Regions from separate parts of the Ovis aries genome. Here region 1 is linked to region 2. The links are chromatin contacts, called in public Hi-C maps. All regions are on one chromosome and are shown on one strand. The core of a region is the stretch at or near the end of the contact, and the rest is flanking DNA. Distances in the headings are between cores, read along the strand shown. Region 1 holds the start of SSR3 (signal sequence receptor subunit 3). Region 2 overlaps TIPARP (TCDD inducible poly(ADP-ribose) polymerase).

Region 1 (3,645 bases), core at 256-2,755, 130 kb after region 2:
CACAGCCATGAAATTAAAAGACCCTTGCTCCTTGGAAGAAAAGCTAAGACCAACATAAACAGCATATTAAAAAGCAGAGACATTACATTTCCAACAAAGGTCCATCTAGTCAAAGCTTTGGTTTTTCCAGTAGTCATGTATGGATGTGAGACTTGGACTATAAAGAAAGCTGAGTGCTGAAGAATTGATGCTTTTGAACTGTGGTGTTGGAGAAGACTCTTGAGAGTCCCTTGGACAACAAGGAGATCCAACCATTCCATTCTGAAGGAAATCAGTCCTGAATATTCATTGGAAGGGCTGATGCTGAAGCTGAAACTCCAATACTTTGGCCGCCTGAATAGAAGAGCAGACTCATTGGAAAAGACCCTGATGCTGGGAAAGATTGAAGGCGGGAGGAGAAGCGGATAACAGAGGATGAGATGGTTGGATGGCATCACCGACTCAATGGACATGAGTTGAGTAAGCTCCAGGAGTTGGTGATGGACAGGGAAGCCTGGTGTACTGCAGTCCATGGGGTCACAAAGAGTCGGACATGATAAATGACGGAACTGAAGTGAACACAATCAAAGGCTTTAGTAGAGTCAACGAAGTAGTTGATGTTTTTCTGAAATTTTCTTGCTTTTTCTATGAGCCAACGGATGTTGGCAATTTGGTCTCTGGTTCCTCTGCCTTTTCTAAATCCCACTTGAAAAATCTGGGAGTTCTCCATTCAGGTACTGTTTAAATCTAGTTTGGAGAATTCTGAGCATTACTTTGCTGGCATGTGAAATAAGCGCAATGGTACAGTAGTTTGAACATTCTTTGGCATTGTCTTTTCTTTGGGATTGGAATGAAAACTGACCTTTTCCAATTATGTGGCCACAGCAGAGTTTTCCAAATTTCCTGGCATTTCCAGTGTGGCACTTTATTTAACAGCATCATCTTTTAGGCTTTGAAATAGCTCAGCTGGACTTCCATCACCTCCACTAGCTTTGTTGGTAGTGATGCTTCCAAAGGCCCACTTGACTTCACACTCCAGCATGTCTGGCTCTAGGTGAGTGATCACACCATCATGGTTATCTGGGTCATTAAGAGCTCTTTTGTATAGTTCTGTGTATTCTTGTTATCTCTTAATAGCTTCTGCTTCTGGGTACCCACAGAGCCAGTTAAACCATACGTTCCATGAATGAATGACCATAAGACGAAGAGCTTCATGTTTTGGGATTTCCAGGGCTTGGAAAGCATGAGTCTATCAGCATCTTTGAAATAGAATGTTAATAAAGTTTTGTTAATAGCGCCCACTAAACTACAAGTCCCGGCTTCCTCCTAGAAAGTGACGAATCACGTGGTCGGCTAGGAATCCGGAAGTCTGGCCCGCTTGTCTAATCACGCCGGAGAAACCTCCAAAGTGGCGCCAGACTGGCCAATCCTGCGGATGTTTGTTCCAAGCCCAGGCCGGGTCCCGCCTCCTCGCGCTGCGCTGACTGGTCGTTAGCGGATACGGTGGCTGTAGAGGCGGTGACCGCGGCTTTTTCCCCGCTTTGCGCCCGGTTCCGTGCCCGTCCCGCGGCTCCGATTCCACCATGGCTCCCAAAGGCGGGCCCAAGCAGCAGTCCGAGGAGGACCTGCTCCTGCAGGATTTCAGCCGCAACCTCTCGGCCAAGTCCTCGGCGCTTTTCTTCGGGAACGCCTTCATCGTGTCCGCCATCCCCATATGTGAGCGCTTGGAGCGAGACGGGCTGGGCTGGGCTGGGCTGGGCTGGGCGGGGACGTGGCAAGGCCGTGCAGAGGGCGAGGCGTGCGCCGGAGCCTGTGCTGTCCCCCAGCTCCCCCTGGACTCGGGGGCTGCACGCAGCCTCTGTGGGCCTCCGTGATCTGTCCGGGGTCGTGGTGGGTGGCATCCCAGGAAAGTCATTATAGCACGTTGGAAAAGTAGGCTAGCTCGTTCCCGGGCCTCAGGTCTGCGGATTGTGAGTTACTGGTTCTGGGATGGCGGCCTCAAATCTGTATTTCAACCAACACCCGGGTTAAGATCTTGTGATGCTAACAGGCATATCGCCTGTTCTCCCCCAGCCCCCTCGCCCGGTATAACTATCGTTTGCTGTAATGGGATCTTAAACTTTTTACTTGCTTTGGAGAAACTCATGAATTAGGTTAGAGACATAAACAATCGCACCGAATTGTAAATGTAGCTTTAGAACCGGTTCACACAGAACATTATTTTCCGAAAGAAGCTGAACCAGTGCCAAGGCCCCAAGCTCTACTGTGTTTAAACTTTTTAATAATTCTGTTAGAGCAATTCTAGAATTCTTACTTGAATGGAAAAACTTTACAACCTTGGCCAAGGTTGTTTTTAGAGTTTAGGGATTCCAAATGTCAATTTCCTCTCCCCTACATTTTTGCACTGTTGTTGGGCAAATCCAGATATATTTTCTCTCCTGACTTTATAAAACCTAGCGTGCAGTTAACATGGTTCACTGACCGCACTGTGCATTGCCTTGATTTCAGAGAACAGCCACGTCAGCGTGTGAACTCTGGTTTGGGACTACACGTGGAGTCTCGGAATGACTTGTAGTTAGTGTGATAGTACCCTGAAGAATGAAATTTGAAGTCTGAATCGTGATTTTGTTGAGCTAGAGTTCTCATTCTATAATCATCAGAAATCTCATCATGGACTAGTTATAGGAAGATTACGGTTTTCAAGTATTCTGAACTAGAAACACTTGAGACTTAACTTTTTCCTGGATATCGCACTTAGGAAGTTCTTCTTACACTGTATTGGATTCCCTAATCCGGGCTGTATTTTACCAGGTTTAGCTATAATCGTTAATAACTCAGCAGGTTTTTGTAACTGGGTGGTAATGTTTTGTTTCTTTTTGTATTCCCCACCCCCTTTTATCTTAATTCAGGGTTATATTGGCGAATATGGCATATGGATCTTATTCAGTCTGCTGTTCTGTACAGTGTGATGACCCTAGTAAGCACTTACTTGGTGGCCTTTGCTTACAAAAATGTGAAATTTGTTCTCAAGCACAAGTAAGTATATTTCTCAAGTGAAAGTAAATATTGTTGCATTTTTATATAGTAGGGTGACTTCTGAAAGACCATTTGTGTGTGTGTGTTTTGGTAAGCATTGAGATATAGTTTTATGTATATTTGGGGGGAGATATGTGTATGTATATTTGGATTCATTTGAGATAGATGTGTATGTATGTTTGGATTAATTGGAAATATATGTGTATGTATATTTGGGGTGTGTGTATATATGATTGCAAAATATATAATTATAAATAATGGTATGAAGGAATAGCGACTAACTGAAAAGCAGAGAGAGTCTGCTAACAGTGCTATGGAAGTGGGTGTTGAGGTTGGAATTAGAACACTTGAGTACTAGCCTTAATCATGGGGCTCAGAAAAGCAAACCCACCAAGTAAATTAACATTTTAAAAGTCAAATGGAATTCTGGAAAGAATTGTTCTGGACTCTCCATGTAGAATTTTTGGATGTGAAAGAAGTGGTCTTTTTTTCTTTTACTCAACCTTGACATTTTTAATGCTAATTAGGCTACCATATTTTCTCTGTTTCTTCCTTCATTTTGTCATGTCACTCTCCTAATAACTCTTCATGACATTCTCTTTTCTAAAAGTATTAAAACCAGATTCTTCC
Region 2 (3,233 bases), core at 234-2,733:
TAGAGTGGCTACCCTGGACTCATTGTTATATCTGAAAAATAAACCCCCAATTTGGTTAAACTGTTTTCTGTTACATGTAGCTAAACATATTCTTGGCTAAAGCAGAAACTGCCACAAGTTATCTTCTAACTAAGTCTTCCTGCTTGCAGGCTCTACCAGTTAGACAGCAGCATGACCTAGAATGTCAGAAACATAAGAACAGTCACAAAGCAATATTTCTATTCCTATAGCATTTCCTGCCAATTCCAGATATGCCAAATTATATACATGTTATATAGTACATATATTATATAACATTTTATGATACATGTTTATTAAAGAAAAAGAAAGCAGAGAGGAGACATAAGACTACCCATAGGTGAAACTTCCCAAGTCCCATTTTAACATTTTGCTATAGCTGTTGTTGTTTAGCCACTAAATCATATCTGACTCTTTGCAACTCCATGGACTGCAGCCCGCCAGGCTCCTCTGTCCATGGGATTTCCCAGGCAAGAGTATTGGAATTGGTTGCCATTTCCTTCTCCAGGGGATAGTCCCAACCCAAGGATCAAACCCTCATCTCCTGCATTGGCAGGCAAATACTTTACCACTGAGCTACCAGGGAAGCCCTGGTATAGCCCTGCTATAGTTATTCTGTCTTATTTTATTCAAAGGTTTTTTATTATAACATTATAGTATATTCATATTTTACCTAACATTATATTATAAGCAGTTTTCCACGTGGAAACAAATAGCTGTTTAACTTTCCAAATAACTAAGTTTTACTTAACTGGTTTCTTGTCACTGAACTTAACTTTAAAAACTTCTTAACTTTTCACTTAAAAAAATCATTTATTCACTGAGTGCTACATTCAAGTCACTAGATTAAATATTAGAAGTACATGTACGTGAAGAAGTGCCTATTTGAATGCTCTTCAAAACTACAAGACACAAACATATATGCAATATATATGGCAGATGCATGTGCATACTTTCTGTATGTGGCCCTAAGTCATCTGTTTTTAAATATGCTTATAGGATTGAAATATTCCAATTTTTTTTCAATGGCAACCCACTCTAGTATTCTTCCCTGGAAAATTCCCTGAACAGAGGAGCCTGGCAGGCTACAGCCCATGGGGTCACAAAGAGTCAGACACGACTAAGCAAGCACACATGTACTCCTTTTATTGCTAATTCCCATGATTCTTTTCTGCTGGATTTACTTTAGTATGACTGCTCGGTTCAGTATAGTACTTCCAATGAACAATTTATTCATGTAAAAGCTGAGATTACTTGAAACTTCAGGTGACTGAAGATCTCCTGTTTTCATTTTTACTAACAGAATGTGTGCTGTAAAGTATTAATATCTCTTTCTTGCTTTCTGATTTCACAATTATTAGTAATAGTTAATTCCCCAACAACCTTCTGGTGGAAAGACAATCATTTCTGGTTACCAGTCCAAGAAGGAAACAGTGACTAGCATGACTCAGAAAGCACAATGAAGACTTGAGATTTTAAAACAGAGGGCTTGGCTCTCAGCAATTTCGTTCTGAGAACACAGCCAATTTGCATAAATGGCAGGTTGACAATTCCTTATCTTTGAGTGCTAAGTCCAAGCTGTAATTTTTTCTGGCTGTGTATATAAGGACAGCTTATTCTCTAACTCAAAGTACATGTATGTGATATATTCAAAGTGAGAGAAAAGTCATACTATTTTTATGCAACTGAATTACTGATGTTTTAAAACATGAAACCTATTGGTGAAAACCCTATCTTGATGTTGTTACTAATGGGCCACTCTTGGAATTTATCTGAAGGAAGATTTCCTATTTTCCTGAGAGGCAGTTCTCTACTCTTGGATCCTAGAGTAAGAAAAGATTCTGGCTGAAATTTATTTACCTCAAGTGGATCTTAAATATAGTGTTGGTGGGAGAAGATTGGAAAATGCTACTAGACAATATGTCACAGCGACTAAAAGTAGAGAATTTCATCAGCAGGAATGAAGGGTGAATTAATGTAAAGCTCAGAGGTAAGAGCATGTTTTGATAAATGTAAAGTTAAGATTCATATTTTCAAAAAGTGATAGAATGTTCACTTTGCAGACCATTTCCAAGTTTTAAAAATATTTCTCATTTATAATCTCCTTTTATCTTGAAACTCACATCTTTTCTCCACCTCTGATGAGGCAACAAGATACTTCTGTCTGGGAAAAAGTGAAGGCTTACTGGAAAATGATACAGAGAAAATAGAATGAATTCTAAAATGCTTATGCCAGATCACAATCTATTGTGTTTATCCAAATTTTATTTGTAAAGTGCCTAATAATCTATTGACCTGTTCTTTTTTAAAAAAATAATTTTATTCATTTATGACTATGCTGGGTCTTGTTGCTGCTCTCAGGCTTTTCTCTAGTTGTAGCAAGCAGGGGCTACTCCAGTTGAGGTGTGTGGGCTTATTGCAGTGACTTCCCCTGTTGCAAAGCACAGGCTCTGGGGCACGCAGGCTTCAACAGCTGCAGCACGTGGGCTCAGTAGTTGTGATTCCCAGACTCTAGAGCACAGGTTCAATGGTTGTGGTGCACAGGCTTAGTTGCTTACTGGACTGTTCTTATCTTCATAGAATCCATGACAGCCAGGTGTAATCTTTAATCCCCTTCATTTTAGACCTGTTGGTTAATTCATGCAGCACACAATCAAAGTTTAATCTAACTGGTTTTCATCTGTATTAAATGATTCCTTCAGAGAAGTCCCACAATTTTACCAGGCCATTCATTCAGTCTATTCAATTCACTTCTATTGGGTGTGTACATAGCAAGTACTAGTTATGCAATAATGACTAAGATAAGTCCTACTTTCTGTTGGTTGTTTGTGAACTGACCACCCAGATCACCTGGAAAAGTCAGCTACAGATTGCCTAGCCCCACCCTAGACCTCTTGAAATAGAAATGTCAAAAGGCAGAGGATTCTGCACTTTCAAGATGTTCCAGACACTGCTGCTTTAAGAGTTCAGAGTTTAAAACACTCTGGGGTTGGAGGAAGGGAGAATGTCAGGGGGGTGGAGAGGCGTGGACTTGGGGAGGTACATATGCTAGGAGGGAAGGGAGACTTGGCGGGTATGGCCAAAAAGTAAAACAAATAAATACATTATAGTGTGGTGGGTGCTTTAATAGAGTTATACATGCAAAGTGCTAAGAATATATAGTGAGGAAGAATTAAGCTGAACTACATATCGTCAGAGAATTACTAAGATTTCTA

Evidence for each region. Hi-C and Micro-C count contacts between places; a contact is called where the count stands out from the background.
Region 1: a Hi-C map of muscle shows a contact between it and region 2, with 3 times the contacts expected there. The contact joins the promoter of SSR3 here to the enhancer-like site in region 2. A contact is called at or near these places in 8 of 16 Hi-C or Micro-C datasets (hypothalamus, liver, mixed tissues and 4 more).

What each region holds. Positions count from the first base shown.
Region 1 is chr1:231,817,090-231,820,734 of ARS-UI_Ramb_v3.0, forward strand. SSR3 (signal sequence receptor subunit 3) reads left to right here and starts at 1,506. Exons shown (of 5, transcript XM_004003224.5): 1 at 1,506-1,695; 2 at 2,889-3,015. The coding sequence starts at 1,563.
Region 2 is chr1:231,691,013-231,694,245 of ARS-UI_Ramb_v3.0, forward strand. The region is part of intron 1 of TIPARP (TCDD inducible poly(ADP-ribose) polymerase); the gene reads right to left. LOC114113873 (a long non-coding RNA gene) reads left to right here. Exons shown (of 2, transcript XR_003588606.3): 2 at 1-60. Among named protein-coding and RNA genes, the nearest start is that of TIPARP, 110 kb to the right of the region's middle. Within about 2 kb of position 1,484, at least 7 of the 54 cell types and tissues checked have an H3K27ac peak or open chromatin away from gene starts, as enhancers often do. A contact at or near this core is called in liver, where this site is marked.